4 separate regions of the Mus musculus genome follow, and regions 1, 2 and 3 are each linked to region 4. Evidence: chromatin contacts called from public Hi-C, HiChIP or PLAC-seq and promoter capture Hi-C data. All regions are on one chromosome and are shown on one strand. Each heading gives the region's core, a stretch centred on a gene start, on an enhancer-like site or on the middle of the called end of the contact. The rest is flanking DNA. Distances are from core to core; before and after follow the strand shown.

Evidence for each region. Promoter capture Hi-C pulls out the DNA fragments that hold promoters and counts their contacts. A called contact is a pair of places that touch in the nucleus more often than the background predicts. HiChIP or PLAC-seq counts read pairs in DNA pulled down with a chosen protein or histone mark.
Region 1: a promoter capture Hi-C map of liver shows a contact between it and region 4, with 7 times the contacts expected there. The contact joins the promoter of Mink1 here to the promoter of Aurkb in region 4. A contact is called at or near these places in 2 of 39 promoter capture datasets (both in liver) and 1 of 484 Hi-C or Micro-C datasets (B cells).
Region 2: a Hi-C map of B cells shows a contact between it and region 4, with 7 read pairs. The contact joins the promoter of 0610010K14Rik here to the promoter of Aurkb in region 4. A contact is called at or near these places in 7 of 39 promoter capture datasets (the C10 cell line, cranial neural crest, fetal liver and 4 more), 1 of 484 Hi-C or Micro-C datasets (B cells), 2 of 115 datasets of contacts at active chromatin or transcription factors (embryonic stem cells and pancreatic cancer cells) and 1 of 9 other capture datasets (liver).
Region 3: a contact with region 4 is called in an HNF4G HiChIP or PLAC-seq map of pancreatic cancer cells. The contact joins the promoter of Slc16a11 here to the promoter of Aurkb in region 4. A contact is called at or near these places in 2 of 39 promoter capture datasets (liver and stem cell-derived epiblast-like cells), 1 of 115 datasets of contacts at active chromatin or transcription factors (pancreatic cancer cells) and 1 of 9 other capture datasets (pancreatic islet).

The regions. Positions count from the first base shown.
Region 1 is chr11:70,561,605-70,564,304 of GRCm38.p6, forward strand. It overlaps Mink1 (misshapen-like kinase 1 (zebrafish)), which reads left to right and starts at 1,277. Exons shown (of 33, transcript NM_001045964.1): 1 at 1,277-1,522. The coding sequence starts at 1,466.
Region 2 is chr11:70,236,403-70,239,385 of GRCm38.p6, forward strand. 0610010K14Rik (RIKEN cDNA 0610010K14 gene) reads right to left here and starts at 1,512. Exons shown (of 6, transcript NM_145758.1): 1 at 1,382-1,512; 2 at 1,129-1,223; 3 at 475-576. The coding sequence starts at 1,402. It overlaps Rnasek (ribonuclease, RNase K), which reads right to left. Exons shown (of 3, transcript NM_173742.3): 2 at 2,536-2,612; 3 at 1,721-2,068. The coding sequence ends at 1,927. It overlaps Gm40191 (a long non-coding RNA gene), which reads left to right and starts at 2,609. Exons shown (of 3, transcript XR_879979.3): 1 at 2,609-2,792.
Region 3 is chr11:70,212,323-70,215,178 of GRCm38.p6, forward strand. It overlaps Slc16a11 (solute carrier family 16 (monocarboxylic acid transporters), member 11), which reads left to right and starts at 1,588. Exons shown (of 5, transcript NM_153081.3): 1 at 1,588-1,942; 2 at 2,180-2,390; 3 at 2,633-2,776. The coding sequence starts at 2,189.
Region 4 is chr11:69,044,372-69,047,134 of GRCm38.p6, forward strand. It overlaps Aurkb (aurora kinase B), which reads left to right and starts at 1,266. Exons shown (of 8, transcript NM_011496.2): 1 at 1,266-1,637. The coding sequence starts at 1,590.

The DNA of each region.
Region 1 (2,700 bases), core at 27-2,526, 1.5 Mb after region 4:
TGTTTTTTTTTTTTTTCCCCCTGTCATTTTATAGTCCAGGCTAATAGAAAATGTAATCCTCCTGCCTCAGCTTCCTGAATGGTGGGGTTCAGAAAACCGTTTTAAACAGGACAATGATGCCAGATTTAAGTTTTAGAAAAAAAAATCACTTCTGGATAATGAAGAATTTAATCGAAGGTGCCAGGCAGAGAGGCCATGTGGGAAGGCCAAATGGGGATTGTGGCTTGCATATCAGGGGCAAGGTAAATGAGTCAGGAGAGTACCCGGAGCAAGTTTGAATGTGCACCCAAATGTGCCAAGAAGCCTCCAGAGAATTCAAGCTCACCTAAGCAATGTTTATATTCATTTTCAGAGGGAGTGTTAGTGTTGGAAGAGCTCTTGAAAACTCAGAACCTTCTCCCCTCAACTTCATAGAGAAAGAAAAGCCCAGAGGCAAATTTGCTTGCTCAGGGTCAGACAACACATTAGTCAGTGGCAGAACATGTCTGTCTATAGTTACAAAGCCTCACCCATCCTCTAGTGAGACTAACCGGCTGGAGGTGCTGTGCCAACAGGAGTAGATCTGAGGAGCTGGAAAAACATTTGAAGGGATTGGATACAGTTTCTTCTGCTTTACCACTAGCAACTCCAGGGATAGTTCTTTCCTGCAGAACACTGTGCTAAGAGAAGCAGATACAGACGTGTGCAGTAGGAGTGCCTATCTGCTCCCAACATCCCCACTCCAGCCTAGAAAGGGAGTAAAGGGCAGACAGTAGCCCCGTCCTTCCCTCCCACGTGGTTTCTCCAGCCAAGTTCTCACGGAGTGGCCCCTCCTTCAGCGGCTCCACTGTTACCATGGCAATTGGGTGGGTGGACAGCACGTCCTATCTAGAGGCCAGCAGCCCTCGCGTGGGGAGTTACCATAACAACCCCCCTAGTAATAGAGGGGGTTGGGTCCCGCCTCCCTTCCCCCGCAAATCGAGAGGTAGGTGGTTTGATTGGCAGCTGGGCACACGAAAGAGGGAAAGGGAAGAAAAGGAGTCAAATAAAGATCAACGAAGGAACTAGAGGAGAGGAGGCAACAATAATAAAAGGGGGAAAAGGAAGGGAAGGTGTATGCGCACGCGCACCAGCGGGTGGTCGCGCTCCTTCCACTCCAGGCTCTAGCGAGACTGGGTCCGCGCTCGCCCTCCGCCCGCTCTCCTGCGCCTGCGCGCAGGTGTCGGCGCCCCGCAGGAGGGGGCGCCCGGCGCGTTCGCGTCACGGTCGGCTCTGCGCGTGCGCAGGGCAGCCGGCGACTCGGGTTGCAGGCGCGCGGGTGAGAGCGCCTGTCAGCCGCTGGGTCGGTCCTCCCGCTGGCCCTCCCCCTCCCCGGCCTTCGGGGCAGGCGCGGTGGAGCCCGCCCCTCGAGTCCCCCGATGGGGGAGAAGCGGCGACGGCGGCAGCGGAGTGAGCGAGCCGGAGCGTGAGTGGCCCCGCGGCGGCCATGGGCGACCCAGCCCCCGCCCGCAGCCTGGACGACATCGACCTGTCTGCCCTGCGGGTGAGCACCACCCCAGCCTCGCGCCCGCGACCCCTGCCCTTACCCCGAGCTCTCGCCGCCCGGGGGTTCGCCCTCTGGAGATTCTGGGAGCCAGTTTGGTCCCCACCCTGTGCTGCCCTCCCCCACACTTGCGTGCCACCCCTACCTTGCTGCTGGGATCCGAGTCCCCTCCTTTATAGGCGTTTGAGGGTCACCTCTGGTGTCCCTAAACACAGCCCTGCATCACCTGCAGAGCCTTTCTTGTGTCCCCCCTCTCTCGGCCCTCATGTCTGCTTCCTCCACCTCCTCTTCTGGCTCCTGGAATTTTGACTTTGCAACTGCCTCAGCCTCCCCCTCATCCCTCGTTTTCTTCCTCGCCTACCCCTAAATTGCAAGTTGGGCGGATTTCACCTCCTCGCTCCACCCCACACACCTCCTACGTCTCCATCCCACGTTCACTTTCCCTATCCCTTTTCTCGTGTTTCAAGTGCAGCTTTTCAGACCCAGGCATTTCCGGTCTCGGGGTCCCTGAATATTACATTACTAACTCTGCAGCCGCGTGGGGCTGGGAGGACAGACAAGTGCACAGTGGGAGGAAGGGAAGCCTGGATTTCCTCGGAAACTCGGGCCGGAAGACGATGTTTACATACATGTACAAGCACACACACACACACACACAAACACACACGCACACACAACACGCTGCCTGAGGTCAGTAGGGAGGGAACTAGTGGGAGTGGAGGCAAAGGAGAGTTGGAGGGAGGGGTTCATTAGGGAAGCGGTTAAGAGGAAACAACTGTGTCAGGAATGCTTTCAAATAACCCATTTATTGTTCCACGTGGGGCACTTACTCTCTCTCCTCCCGGAATTTTCAGTTCAGCATTTGTAAGTGTTCTCTAGCGGGCAGCTTTGTCTTAAGGGCAACATAGAAATTTCAAGGTGAACCATTCCAGACTGTCTCCCAGGTGGTGTTTTGATTCCATGCCCGGTGAGCTTTCCCAACCGGCGGCGTAGGTGTAGCTAGAGCAGGATTCCCCACCTCATGCTTACCTTCTCAGAAGGTCTCTGTACACATTGGCTTCTGGCTTGTAAATTACCCAGGGAAAAGGCAGCCACCTCACAAGTGCCCCGGATATGACTGGAGGGGAGAGAGAATTGAAGAGAGCAGAGTCATGTTGTTAATTGGGTTTCTCTAGGTG
Region 2 (2,983 bases), core at 262-2,761, 1.2 Mb after region 4:
GCTAATAGATTAAGATGAATGGAGTCCCTGAACTGAGTGGCCAGAAAGGCCCTTTTCATGATCCTCTGGGAGAGATGCATGGTTTTGTAGGACCACCAGGTATGTTGTGGTGACATAAAGGTAGACTGAGACTGTCATAGAACCTGACCAACTAATTAGTTCAGAATGCATCCCCTGGACATGCCAGTTTCAAAGGATTTACATAAATAGCTAGGGAACTCTTATCATCAAACACAACCACTGAGTATCTGGGCACCATGAAAATAAAGTTCTCTGCAGGCCCTAGTGACCACTGCATTTCCTGATCTTCCGACCAACTGCCACAGTGACAGTCTCTCAGTCTTCAAGGAAATGCTAACAAAACTAGGAACAAAGTAGGAAAGATGCTGAGCTGGGAGTTCTGAGAGAGAACAATGGGTCAGGAGGAAGAAAGTTGCCCACCCTCCCCTTTCTCTGCCAGCCACCCTCCCTCACACTGTCCGTTCCTTGATGACACAGCTGATGTGATTAAGATCGTCCCCAAAGCGCTTCACAGCAGCCCTCAGCATCTCTATCTCCGTCTCCGTCCACTTGGCACTGTCGGAAGGGGAGAAGGGTGATAACAAAAGTGGAAGAGGGATGTGTGGAACCAGCCCACAGGCTATTCCGTCCACAGCCAGCAGCCTCTTCCCCCTAGTCTCTAGGGGCACCTTTCAAAGATTCATAAAAAGGACCTCCTTTTAAAAAAAAAAAAGCCCTGGGGACAAATCGCTGGCCACATGAAATTACATCCAGGGCCACTTGAAAACATCACTTCATCATGTAACAGCTTCCATAAACAACCCAACGGAAACCAATGAAACAAGTAGGGGCCTTACAAACACAACCCTTGAAAGATGTGTGGCAGCAGTTTGAGGGAGTCCACAGGGCTTGGGGTAGGTGGCAGACATTCTGTCGGTTTGCAGTGGAGGGCTGTGGCCTCGGTAGTCTCTTTACCTGTCATCCACTAATTCAACAATTACCACCTACACTGAGCTGGGCCAGGCACAGGGGAATTACTCTATCTCCCTGCTCTAGAGAGGGTCGTGTCTGTGACTTGAGTCCAAGCGTCTGATCTCGGAGTCCAGGTCCTAGGCTGGTCTCACGTACCCGGCAGGGGAAGAGTCCGAGACTGGATGCAGCTGCATCGTCAACTCCCCGAGCTTCGTGAAGGCGGCGCCGGCCGCGGAGAAGATCTCTCCAACCTGGGGGCGGAGCAGCATTACGGGGGGCCGGCAGCGCGCCGTCCCACCCCAGCCTCGGATCCGCCCGCCCCCCGCCCAGCGCGCACCAGCCGGGAGCCAGGCAGGGGGCCCACCCTCCCGTGGCCGCCAGGGAGCGCAGTCCGCGAGGGAGGTCGAACCTTGGTGGACGCTGACGTCATGGCCCCGCGCACCTCCTCACGGAGACGCTCCGCCGCCACCACCACCACGCGAGCTGGAAACCACGGAGAGCCCGGCAGCCGGCCGCTCGGGCTCCCGCGCAGGAAGTCCCGCCCTCCCTGCAGCTGATTGGCCGAGACCCGACCTCTCCCCAGTCACTCAAGGGGCCTCGCCGCGCGGAGGAAGACGAGGTGGAAGACGTTGCTTCACTTCCGGCTAGCTTCATTCCACTTCCGTCGGAGGGTCCGGACTCCTCGATGAGGCCGGTCTCAGCCCCTTCCAGCCCGGGCCCGCCCCTCCCTGAAAGCACAGACAGCAAGCTTAGGGGGAACCGCTTCTTTTTATTGTAGTTCAGAACGGGGCGCGGTCACCCTCGGTCTCCTCCAGAGGCTGGGCGCAGTTTTGCAGGGCCAGGGATGACGTCTCGCTAGGGTCACAAGTCCCAAAGGACGCCAGATGAGTGGGACGGAGTCTGCGGAGTCTTTAAATAGAGAAGGGGGCTGGGGAGGGAGAGGCGGACCGCGCTCTAGCGCACCATGTATTCCTTGCGCTTGTTGAGACGAACTTGGCAGAAGGAGAAGCCTCCGAGGAGGAGGTAGAGGCCCGCGGCGATGAAACAGTTGTAGCTGACTTGCTCGTACAGGTTGTATATGTTCTGAGGACCGTTCCTGAAGGTGGCGAGCGAGCAGGGAAATGTCAGCCATTCAGAGCATCCAATATGCAAGTTCTATGCATCAGACACCATGCTAAAGCACTTTAACTCCTATTAGTCTTCCCAAGAAGCATACCAAATGAATTCTATCATGGTAACCATTTTACAGAGGTAGACCAAGGAGCAGGAAGGCAAAATATTGGAAGAGGCCACATCTAAGCTGGTGGGCTTGGGTAGCCATGGAAACGTGGCTTGCAAGACTGCTCCTAAGTACATGCCTTTCTGTGTCTCTGTCTCTCGCGCTGGGGATTGAAACTAGGACCCTGCGTGCTGCCACCCAACTACTTTGTAGAGAGCAGCCCTCTTCTTGAAGTCCCCAACCTAGGGCCACAAATGTCCAGTCTTCAGAAGTGTCCTCCCCATAAACCCAAACCATGCTACTCCTCATCCACGCCCAACTCGCCCAAGTACCCGACCACTTACTCAAAATCTTTCTCTGTGAAGGGAACGTCCTCAATTAACACAGCAGAATGGACATTGAAAAATATCCCGAGCATTATCTGGAAGAGTAAGGAATAGATAGGTTGTCAAATTCTTACCTTACTTCTTTGGTCGCTCCCTAGGCTCCTCCCCTGTCTAATGTTGGCCCAACACTTGCGCCAGAGATGAACTAGAAAGGGCTAGTTGTATCTGGTGGTTGTATCTGGATTCGGACTCAGCCATGTGGAACAGGGCGTGAGGTAGGACCTTGGGAAGAGTGACTGGGTATAGGGAGGTATATGGCAAACAGCTCTCCGAGGCGCGTCATTATCATGGGAGCAGATGGAGATGAAACACTTCATATTTCTGGAAGTGGCGGCCTTGAGGGCCCTGGGGAAGCAAGGCCTCAGCTACCGTTTTCGGGGGCAAGCACACTTCACCCTCGCCTCCA
Region 3 (2,856 bases), core at 338-2,837, 1.2 Mb after region 4:
TAACCATTTGAAAAACAAGGAAGCAGATCCTCGTTTGCACTCAGATAGCGAAGCGAGAGTCAAGCTTAGTAAGTCTTCTTGGGGTTCTAGGTAGGGGGTCCACTTTTCCAATGTTCATTAACTCCATGGACAACACACATTGGCTCTGGCTATGAGCATGAGGAAGACGAGGAACATGCCCTTTCACAACCAATCACCCTAGGCTCCGGATTTTGCATTCTGCCAAAGTACACAGCATTATTTGGTACAACCCAGAAATAGTCTCCTCTCTGGCTGTATTTCTATTTCATCACGGAGAGAGCCATTCCTTTGGGCTGGCCGGGTTCCACTTACAGAGAGCAGACTTCTTACTGGCCTTCTCAAGAAACCAGCCAGCTGTTCCCTGCCTCCTTGGTGGCTGAGTACCTGCAGGCGCCACCACTCCGGTGGCTTTCACAGACAGCTCCTGGCTGGTGAATGCAGTGAGGCCACTTTCCTAAGGTGTCTGTGGCAGGGCCTCACACCTTCATGGTCTTCTGTTCTAGGACATTTCAGCAGAAAAACCATTTATGTGAAAACCCAGAACTGAGAAAAGGGTAGACTTACTGAGGAGGGAGGACGCTGATTCCCTGGGGTGGGAGTGTGGGATGGGAAGGTAGCCTGGCTCTCCTTTAATGGTTGTGAGGCCTTCCCCAAACACAGTGATGTGCTTCTGAAAGTCTGTCTACTCTCTTTAGTCTTCCAGTTTCACGACTTCTCAGCTACGTTTCTTCCCTTTCTAGGCTGATACTTTCTCATCAATTAGGAAACACCGCCATCCCGTGGCTACGGGTTGATATAAGCTCCAACCTGCAAATCGCTGAAATTTCAATGGCATTGTTTAATGATTAAACCAAATGAATCAAATGGCGGAAGTAAAGCAATAGTGACTGCTAAAGAAGGTTGCTCGTTAAAATCTTCAAGAAAAACACCTGGGTTTATTTCTCTGAATTCTTCCTTAAAAAAAAAAAAATCTTGCCCAAGCCTTTCAGCTATTCCCAGCCACCCTCACACTGTGGCTCTGCATGAATTCTGTCCTTTCCACTACAGTTCACATCAATCTGTCTCTCCAAGCTCTTTCCCTCAACTGTCCCCAATCTCTGTGTCACTCCTAGGTCTGTTCTCCCTGTATCCTCCCACGATAGTATAAACCTAAGTTCAATTTTTTTTTTTTTTTTAGCTGAACGCTTTGGGGTGGGTTAGGGGTCAGCTATTACATTTGTAAAATGGGGATAGTGCCATCTTCATAGGGATATTGTAAGGATGAAATGGCCAAGTATGTAAAGACTGCCTGGAACATCACAGGTCTTGGTACCGAGAACTCGCCTTCCTTTCTAGTGAGGGCATGCTGGTGTTGTCCATTGGAGGCCAGTGATTTGAGTGATTTGATGTTGGAGCTTTACAGGATCCTCAACAACAAATCCGAGAATCCAAGAACTCATTTAGGTTTTGGAGACCACTGCTATTTTCATGCGTGGGCAGTTGGCCGGGCGAAGAGTGCAACCGGGCTCTTCTTGCGTGCGCAGCAGGTGCGTGGGTGTGAGCCCCGCGGCGTGAGAGGCGCGGGGAGAGGCGGGGCGCGGCCACCAGGTACGCTCACTCCTCGCGGTTCCCCAACCAGGGCTGGGGCTCGTGTGTGGATAATTCAATCCTCGTGGGACTCGGCGTCAGGCCTTAGCCAGGCCTGGGTGGATTGGCTGTCTCTCTTTCCCCCGCCCTCGGTATTCACCCCCACCCCCACCCCGTGTCCCAGGTGGCTTGGGCCCCTGTGGTGATCTCTGTTTACTGGAGAGAGCGGTCCAAGTTGGGCTCCATCTCTGTGCTGGCTAGCTGCTCCGCAGAACCCTTTCTGCGGAAAGCGCGGAGAAAATCCGGCCGAACCCACCTTCGCCCTTTCCCTACCCCCAACGCCGGGAGAGGTCGGGTAAGAGAAAGAGGGTTTGGGAAGGATGAGCCCCTGGCCTGGGGGATCCTGCTGCCCCTCCATCCCAGGACCTCACGCGCACCTAGGACTTCTATCCCTAGGCCTGGTTCCCGCGCCCATGCTCCGGGCGACGTGCCCTCCCTGGGCGAGCAGCCCGAGGCTGGATCTCAGGGACGTCAGCTCCCTAGCGGAGGCCCAGGCGTGGAGACTTCATTCACAGGTGTTTCCCCACCCCAGCAGACGGCGATGACCCCCAAGCCGGCCGGACCCCCGGACGGGGGCTGGGGCTGGGTGGTGGCGGCCGCAGCATTCGCCGTGAACGGGCTCTCCTACGGGCTCTTACGCTCCCTGGGCCTTGCCCTCCCCGACCTCGCGGAGCACTTTGAACGAAGCGCCCAGGACACTGCGTGGGTCAGCGCCCTGGCCTTGGCCGTGCAGCAGGCAGCCAGTGAGGGGGGCCCCCCGAGGTGGGAGGCGGGCACCGGGTGGAGAGGCCGTGGATGTAGTGATGGGAGACAGCAGACTTGATTACCAGACAACCTGAGAGTTACTGGTGGAACCAAATTCTAGAAGAGTGGGTCTTGAGGTCAATGGGAGGAGTTACCAGGCCAGGCAAAACAGCCAATGAGAAATGTTTCGGATAGTTTGGGGGTCCCGGGGCATGTCTTCGTTGACTCCGCCCCCTTCTAGGCCCAGTGGGCAGCGCCCTGAGCACTCGCTGGGGGGCACGCCCCGTGGTGATGGTTGGGGGAGTCCTAACCTCGCTTGGCTTGGTCTTCTCGGCTTTCGCCCGAAGCCTCCTGCACCTCTACCTCGGCCTGGGCCTCCTCGCTGGTAAGAAGAGTGGGGTGGCTGTATGTTTAAGGGGTGATAATGGGGACAGGAACTTCTTATAGGATAGGGGACTGTACAAG
Region 4 (2,763 bases), core at 16-2,515:
GTATAGAATTGGAAATGGATTTAATTTATATATATTTTTGGAGTAAACAGCTCACACTGTAGCCTGGAGCTCCTAGCAATCCTCCTGCCTCAGGCTCCAGAGTGCTAAAATTACAAGCCTACTGTCAGAAACCTTGCAGGATTTTAAAGAACAAAATAGTAAGGACACATAAGCAAAAAATGTGCAAGAGAGTGGATTTTGAGTGTACCTAGCCCAGGAATGTAGACCATGCCACTGGCTGAAAGCTCTTCCTAGGAAAACAGGATACTTAAGAAAATACAAACGGAAGAAATGAACTGGGCTTGTCAGTGGTGCAGTGAGATAATTAGAAATTCAAGGCCAGCCTGGGCTGAATTAAAGGCCAACTTGGGCTGGACAGAGAGACCTTGTCTTGAATAAACAAAAACCAAATACAAAACAGACAGGTAGGATAGAGAACCCAGAAATGCAGTTCCAAATTCATGATTTATACACCCACAGATTCAACTGTTATCTGTCTGTCTGTCTGTCTGTCTGTCTAACCTACACCTCTACCCATCCCATCTAGAAGATTGCATCTGTATTGAGTAGTAGACTTTCCCGGCATCATATTCCCTAACTTAGGTCTTACTGCTGTCTCACAGTATTTTTATTGTATTAGGTAGTTAGGTGATCTAGGAATTAATCAATGAAGCCTAGAGAATTACAGACCCTATGCAAATACTGTGTCATATACAATATTATGTCTGTATATATAATAGACCTAAGCATCTGCTTGAATTGAATATTATGGGGCATTGTAAAGGCAATACACCAAAGATACTGAAAAAAGACTGTATTTTCAAAGATCATATTAAGGGTAGCATCTAAATTTTCGTGGAAACCAGACAATTTAACCAAGGTCTTCGGAAAGAACTCGGTCATATTAATGTTTACTCTATATATTTTATTTATATATAATTATTATTTTCTACCTCCCCCCAGGGTATCTCTGTGTAACTCTGGCTGACCAGGAACTCGCTTTGTAGACCAGGCTAGTCTCGAAGTCACGAATCCACGTGCCTCGGCCTCCCGAGTGCTGGGGTTAAAGGCGTGCGCCCCACCACCGCCCAATTTAAATATTTAATTTTTTATAACTAGAAAAAGGAGCGTGCACATCTTGGGACACAGTTTCAAACTAGTAAAAAGAAGCCTCTTAGGCCACACCTTCGTTCTGTTTCAATGACTACATCACAAAAAACGTAGCCAATGAGAGTGGGCTGAGTGGCGGCTCAGCCAATGGACCTAGAGCGGGAGATTCGAAAGCGTCCGGGTCGCGGGGTAAACCGGTTCTCCGTGTGCGAGCGCCTAGTGGCGTAGGCTGCGGCTTTGCGGGGAACTGCGGGGGCTGCAGTGGTCCACGGGGCTGATCGGGTTCCGTTGGGCGGATCCACGTGCCCGCTATCCGCCTGGAAGGAGAGGTGCAGGAGTACCCCCGACCTTGGCTGCGTGCTGACTCGCTTCCTTCTGCCCGCCCAGGCTTGCACTCCCCGGGGATCTGCCTCTGCATCTCTTGCCTTCGCTGTTGTTTCCCTCTCTGTCCAGCTCCCCTCCCGCTCTCGCCCTGGAGAATGGCTCAGAAGGAGAACGCCTACCCGTGGCCCTACGGCTCAAAGACGGTAAGGTCCTGGCCACATTCCCCGCCCCACGTCCCCCGGAAGAAGAGTCCATGAAGATAGAGGCTGGCCTTGCAAATGGCCGGACTCTAAGCGTTTCCGACGTGTGGGCCTCAAGAATTTGCTTGCAAAACTCAGTCTGATCACTTGCAGTCTTACCGTAGCAGATGTTGCCAACCTGAATCTGAGGGCTTCCGTAGAGCTGAGCCTGCTCGTCACGTACAATAATAGTTGGGACTGAGCAAACATCATCGTGCTTTCGGGTCGTGAATCTCACTCTCGAGTCTGAAAAAATTAACTACACAGGAAATAGATTATAGAATAGAAGGTTACGGTTTAAAAGGTTCCGAATGATCTAAATATTTATGTACGGCCCTGGGTATGAAACCCCAGAGCTTCCAAGTTTTGATGTACCATCCATACTACACTCCAGCTTTGGAATGTATCGTACTGAGCGGTGGGAAGTAAGAATCCAAGTAGATTTGAAATGCTGTGTGTATGTGCGTGCGTGTGCGCCACACTGGAGATAGTAAGCACGGTGGTGCACACCTGTAATACAGCACACCCGTAACGCACTTGGCTACATGATGGGATCCTGTGGCCACCCCCAGATGAAGAGCCCTTCACTGTATATAGTCTGTTCCCTGTTGGTGGGACCTGAGCATCCTGGACAGTCTATCTCTTTCCTTGTCCCAGCTTCCTCCTCTGTGGAGCCCTGAGTCAAACTGACAAGCGTGCAGTCCTGTTACTTTTACCCTGATTTACTATCACAGGAAAATATCTATTACTCAGAGAACTTTGAAAGTGAAGTGACCCAAGTGTAAACATATCTTTTATTCTCCTGGCCTAATTTGTCATCCCCGAGGGTCACAGTGTGGTCAAATATCCTGCAACACCCCTAAAGCCATCAGTATCCCTATGTTCTGTTCCTAGAAAGAGATGAAGTTTTGTTTCAACTTCACAAGCTCAGGCTCTTACATAAGCCTGGGTGATGTGTTTAGAACTATCCAGACTGGGCAGTGATGTGCCTGCGGTGGGCTGGGGTCAGGGGAATTGGTGTAGTAGCCTCTTGCCTTGGGTTGTTTTGTCATTCGTTCATTTACTTTGCTTTTTAATTATTTTTGTGGAG